2 separate regions of the Mus musculus genome follow, and region 1 is linked to region 2. The links are chromatin contacts, called in public HiChIP or PLAC-seq maps. All regions are on one chromosome and are shown on one strand. The core of a region is the stretch at or near the end of the contact, and the rest is flanking DNA. Distances in the headings are between cores, read along the strand shown. Region 1 has its middle 130 kb from the start of Gm36865. Region 2 has its middle 230 kb from the start of Gm39035.

Region 1 (2,700 bases), core at 129-2,628, 150 kb after region 2:
AGTGAATAGGGTACTGAGTAGCCATCACAATAATTAGCCTATAGAACAATATGGGGACATCACCATACTTGATTTCAAGTTATGCTATAGAGCCATAGTAATGAGGAATAGCAATCTTCGGAAAGTACTGGCATAGAACAGGGGCTCCATGGAGACACCCGTACAATCACAAGCACCTCATTTTGGCTGGATGTCAAGGACATACATTGGAGAAAAGACTGGCAGAGGCAGCAATTTCAGAATTTAGATGCTACTTCTCATTATGTGTGGTACTTTTATGGTTTAAAAGGTTGGGGACTGCTGGGTATGATGTCTCATGAGGCTGTGCATTCTGGGAACTATTGCTTTCTCTCAAAGTACCACAAAACCATAACCCACATAGTATGCAATACTTCTAAGTATTGTCAGTGTATTTCTGCTGCATTTTTCAAAACCTGACTACATACACAAAGTATGAGGAAGAATATTATGAGATCTAGCCTCTCCCTGGTTCCCTAACCCATTAACTCTAAGCTCCGTTCAAATAATAAAATGGCATTGCTATTTGTAAACAATAGGTGCCTGTTGTGCTCATTAGTCCACACAAAGATTGGCACCAGACAAAACTAATGTATCCTGAGCATGTTTCAGATTCTAGACATCATGGTAATTTCTATCATTTTAAATGAGGGCACCATCTTCGAGATGAGTAAGGGGCCAGAAATGTCCATAGCCTGAGTGACATGAAGCAGAAAGTCAGTCACACCTGCTAAAGCTTTGCCACCTCTCAGCAGGAAGAAATACAGTCAATCTGTTCCATTCACTAGACATTGAAAAATCACATGGTGTTTACTGTAATGGAGTCATGAGGAGGAAGAAGGAAAGGGCATTCAATTCCTGCCACAGGTGACAACTGAAGAATGGGAATAAAAAAAAGGAGGCTTCCAGAGAGTCCCTAGCAGCAGGAGCTGATGCCCTTCAGTCAGATCCACTTATTCCGAATGCTGCTTGTGGTGAAAGATGGTTGCCAGGTTAAGCATCGTGCCATCTGCTTCCAGACTCGATAAAAAGAGAGCAAAACAAGATAAAGGGAATTTTTGAAGCTTAAAATCTGCATGAATGGCTCATACTTTACTTATGTTGTGTAAGCTTTCACTTCGCCACCACAGAATGTCACCTTTACAGCTCATGAATCCAAGATCTTTTGCTCAAAAAAAAAAAAAAAAAAAAAAAAGGATTGCCAGATAAGATACAGTTCACCCAAAACCAACACCCAGTAGCATCGAAGATGCCTGTGCTTTCTGGAGCATTCTTCGCAGGAACACCCTTTGCTACTCGGTGGGTTGGAGGAGAAAGGGGGCTGTGTTAGTCACCAAGGCCAGTTAGTGCCTGTGCATTCTGGTTCTTCCCCGAGTTTAACATCCGGGATTGAAAAGATGCCAGACACCGTGGAGGAAACGCTAATCCCTCTGAATGTGTTCCTGTAGAATTTAGTGCTGACTCAACAGATAGGTACCAACACGTCCTGTACAATGCGGGTGGAAGGAGGAGAAATCAGAAGGAACATTTATAAAAATGCTTTGAAGCATTTATTTCTACATAAATGTGAAATGAAATGGTTTAAGTCAGACCTCACTTCCCAAGTAAGTATTACAAAGGGGCTCTGTCATCAGGCTTCCTGGATAACACATCATGACATGGGGAATAGGCGTCTCTAGGCGGTACATGATTCATACTTCTCATTGATGAATCTAAGCCTTGGTTTTTAATTTTTCAAGTTACAAGGAAAAAGGAAGTAGAGAGTAAACTGACATCAAACATCAAACTCAGTGTTCCCCAAGACTTTCTTGGCTGCTGAGCCCAGATACACCAGTGTATTTGTCAGAATATTTTGGTTGAAAAGACTCAAATTAAAATGTCAATATATCAGTGACATGCCACAGCAGGCCCCAGGACCAAGAAGAGTTCCTCAATGCAAAATAAATATGATGTTTTTGTGTGCCTTTTTTGGTTTTGTTTTGGTACTTGTTTTGTTTTTGTTTGTTTTTAAATCTAGGTTGTTAATTTATTTGTTTATGAGAATGTGGAAAGAATATGAAATTGGTTGGGTAAGTTCCAGGAGGAGTTGGGGGAGGAAAAGAGTATGCTTATCAGCTGCATGAGTTTTCTAGTGGATTCTTTAGAGTCTTATATTCAGAATCATATCTTCAAATAACGATCCTTTCACTTTTTCGCTTTCCTACCTGTACTTTATCTATTTCATTTTTCTTATTGTTCTGGCTAAGAACTCAAATACTATATTGAACAGAAATGGAAAATTCGGGTATTCTTCCTCAGCTGCTAGCTGTCATAGTGCTGGAAGATTCTAGGTGCACAACAGAAGGAGCAAAGTAGGCATTAGCCTCATCCACTTGTGAACCCTGCAAGCCAAAATAATAAGTCAGTTACGGTGACTTACACAATAGTGGCCTGAATGTTATAAAAACAATCAAATACTTTCTTCATGACTTTAAGGCTTGCACTGTAGGATGAAACCCATACTGTTAATCAAACCAAGAACCAATAGCTAAATAAGTCAGAGGCCTGATGGTAGAATCTATTACAATCCTGCTAAATAGAAATACTATTAATCCTTCTTGCTATGTCCAGAGATTCATGCATTTCTCAGCTCTCACAAGAGAGGCTTCCTCTTGCAGTAGACAGCTGTTAATACAGAGCTCC
Region 2 (2,787 bases), core at 246-2,745:
GAGCTTCAGCCTGGAGACAGGTTTTGATGGGTCTGGCTAGAGATTTGTCTGTGAATTTGTAGGGCTTTTGGTAGATGGCTGATGGGGTGACCCAGGTACCCTCCTCCCTCTAGAAGTTTGCACAGAGCCTCTGAGATGGCCGACCAGGCAGGAGGGATGACTGAAAAGGATATCTTCAAACAGATGCCCTGGCATAAGACACAATCGACTAGCCAAGTTGTTTGTCAGCCTTGGCCTCAATGACTTCTGCTTTTCTGCAAAAGGGTCCTGGAGGGGGAGAGGTATTAATTTCAGTGTATGTTAATGTTTGGTATAAAGAAAATTGTGGAAACTTACATCTTAAATTAGCCCAGCCATCCAGCTTGAGACAAAGTGCCAATCCTATCCACTAGACTATTGTATCTCCCCCTCCCCCCAAGTTCTAAATAAGTCATAAGAAGCCTGTAGATCATAAAAGAAACCTCACTGCAAAACAACTCATTCTCCCTCTCTCTCCCTCCCTCTCTCTCTCTCTCTCTCTCTCTCCCTCCAAGTCAGGAGGTCTTTAATTTTAATTTCCTGTCACATGTGGAAGGTACACTGAGTAACTGGGAAAAAGAGTTTGGATGAGCAAAGCCCCAGCTGAGCTAGTGGATAGAGGTTTGTGGGGAGTTGAGAAAATAGGAGGTAGTTAGTAAGGTGGGAAAATAAATTGATAAGCACACACACACACACACACACACACACACACACTACAAGCCCCCTTGATTGTTAAGATTAATTCTGATCAAATATATGAACCCCAAACTATTAAATTTTTTGCAATTCTTGGGTCTCAGCTATAATTGGAGTTGAATGTTCTGGGGAGATGTTTAACCGTTGTGTGGCTCCTAAAGAGAATCCTTAGACAGCCCTCCGCCTACACACAGAGACATACAGGCAAACCCACTCCCCCAATTCCTGTTTTCATATATAGTATCTTCATTTCTTACCTTCCCTAAAACAGTGTCATATTTTCTTGTGTCAGGGAATAAATGCGGGACACTGGATATTTCCATGCAAAAATACAAACCACGAGGATATAGTCCCCAAACTCTCACTTTTCACTTTGCATCCACAGACAGGAATGGCCACCATGCACTCTTTAAGCTGTGACAGCACATGATCGGGGACAATTGGCCAAATAGTGAATATTAGGGGAATTCTAAAGCCCCAGTGATAGACAAGTTGCCATCCACCTACAAAGGGTAAAAGAAGACATCCTGAGCAGACAGGGTAGGGAAAGCATCCCATGTTTTCTCTTGCTTTCTGTTCCCTGGGAGAGTCCTTGTGAGCACAAAGCCACGAAAACAATAGGCCCAGCTGCAAGGGCAGTAAGGCAATTTATTAGGGAGATGACATTTTTAATGAGAACCACTTGTGGGAGGAGAACAAAGGGCCTGTTTGGTCAGAAGGATGCTCTCCAGTCTCCTCTGAAGTGCATGAAAAAGTAATTTTGTTTTTTCCGCGTCATACTGCAAGCCGTGGAATTTCCTCACACCCCAGATGTTGTCCAGCACAGATGCTGAACAAATGGAGCAACCATCCCACGAGTATTTCAAAAAGGAAAAAAGAAAAAGAAAAAAAAAAGGTAGCTCAGGGGATTTTTATGAGTTTTGTGGCCAAGAAAATCATTAGCAAATAATGAGCTTAGGAAAGAAGGCTGCGGTTAGCAAGATGTGGCCGGACACACAAAACTGTTCACTGCCATCCGAAAGCAAACGGGGAGCTCCGTCTTCAGTAGAGAAAAATAGAAACCTGTGGGTGGAGCTGCGGTATCTGCTTCCTAGTGGGTCTGCTGAAATCAAGTCTTCTGAATATTGTTTTGGCTGGATTCTAAAAATGATTAAACACAGTATGTTTACTCTTTAAAATGTGAAAATCAGAGATTATTCACTGGTACTATTACTTCACACGCCTCCAGAAAAAGAGTAGTTCCAATGTTCTAGCCTCTTTCCTCTGAGAGCGATACTCAGTGTACGCTCAGTCAGCTCTGAACCTCCTCCCTCTCCCTCCCCCTCCCCTTCCCCCTCCCTCTCTCTCTCTCCCTGTCCCTCTCCCTCTTGTTGTCTGTCTCTGTCTCTCACCCTCTCTGTCCCTATGTCTATTTCTGTCTGTCTGCTTGTCTCTGTCCCTCTCTGTCTCTTTCCTTCCCTCTGTCTGTCTCTCTGTCTTTGTTTGCCTCTCTGTCTCTCTCTCCCCCTCTCTCCCTCTCTATGTCTTTGTCTCTATGTCTCTTTCTCTCTCTCCTTCTGTCTCTCCCTCTCTCTGTGTCTGTCTCTTTCTCTCTGTCCATCTTTCTCTCTCTGCCTCTCTGTCTCTATCTCTTTCTCTTCCTCTGTCTGTCTCTCTGTCTCTCACTCCCTCTCTCTTCATCTCTCTGGTCTCAGTCTTTCTCTCTTTCCCTCTTAGTCTCTGTTTCTTCCTGTCTATCTCTCCCTCTGTCTCTCTCCCTCTCTCTGTCTCTTTCTCCCCCTCTGTCTATCTCACTGTCTCTGTTTGTCTCTGTCTCTCTCCTTCTTTCTCCCTGTCTCTCTCTCTGTATCTCTCTCTACCTGTGTCTATCTCTGTTTCTCTCCCTTTCTCTCTCTCTCTCTCTCTCTCTCTCTCTCTCTCTCTCTCTCTCTGAAAGTGAATGTAGGGAATGCAGTATAGATGGAGATGGAAGGAAGAAAGTTCAGCCCAGTTTCTTCTTGGACCAGACATCAGGGGCTGCTCTGTGTCCTAGGAAGCAACAGAGGAATTTGCATGGGCTTTCTAAGTCAGTTT

What was found. HiChIP or PLAC-seq counts read pairs in DNA pulled down with a chosen protein or histone mark.
Region 1: a contact with region 2 is called in an H3K27ac HiChIP or PLAC-seq map of the NIH/3T3 cell line, with 4 times the contacts expected there. The contact joins two enhancer-like sites. A contact is called at or near these places in 3 of 484 Hi-C or Micro-C datasets (the 3T3-L1 cell line, 3T3-L1-derived adipocytes and adipose-derived mesenchymal stem cells) and 3 of 115 datasets of contacts at active chromatin or transcription factors (the NIH/3T3 cell line, embryonic fibroblasts and fibro-adipogenic progenitors).

Annotation. Positions count from the first base shown.
Region 1 is chr7:72,690,658-72,693,357 of GRCm38.p6, forward strand. No RefSeq gene overlaps it. Among named protein-coding and RNA genes, the nearest start is that of Gm36865, 130 kb to the right of the region's middle. Within about 2 kb of position 1,379, at least 32 of the 459 cell types and tissues checked have an H3K27ac peak or open chromatin away from gene starts, as enhancers often do. A contact at or near this core is called in the NIH/3T3 cell line and embryonic fibroblasts, where this site is marked.
Region 2 is chr7:72,540,281-72,543,067 of GRCm38.p6, forward strand. No RefSeq gene overlaps it. Among named protein-coding and RNA genes, the nearest start is that of Gm39035, 230 kb to the left of the region's middle. Within about 2 kb of position 1,496, at least 78 of the 459 cell types and tissues checked have an H3K27ac peak or open chromatin away from gene starts, as enhancers often do. A contact at or near this core is called in the NIH/3T3 cell line and embryonic fibroblasts, where this site is marked.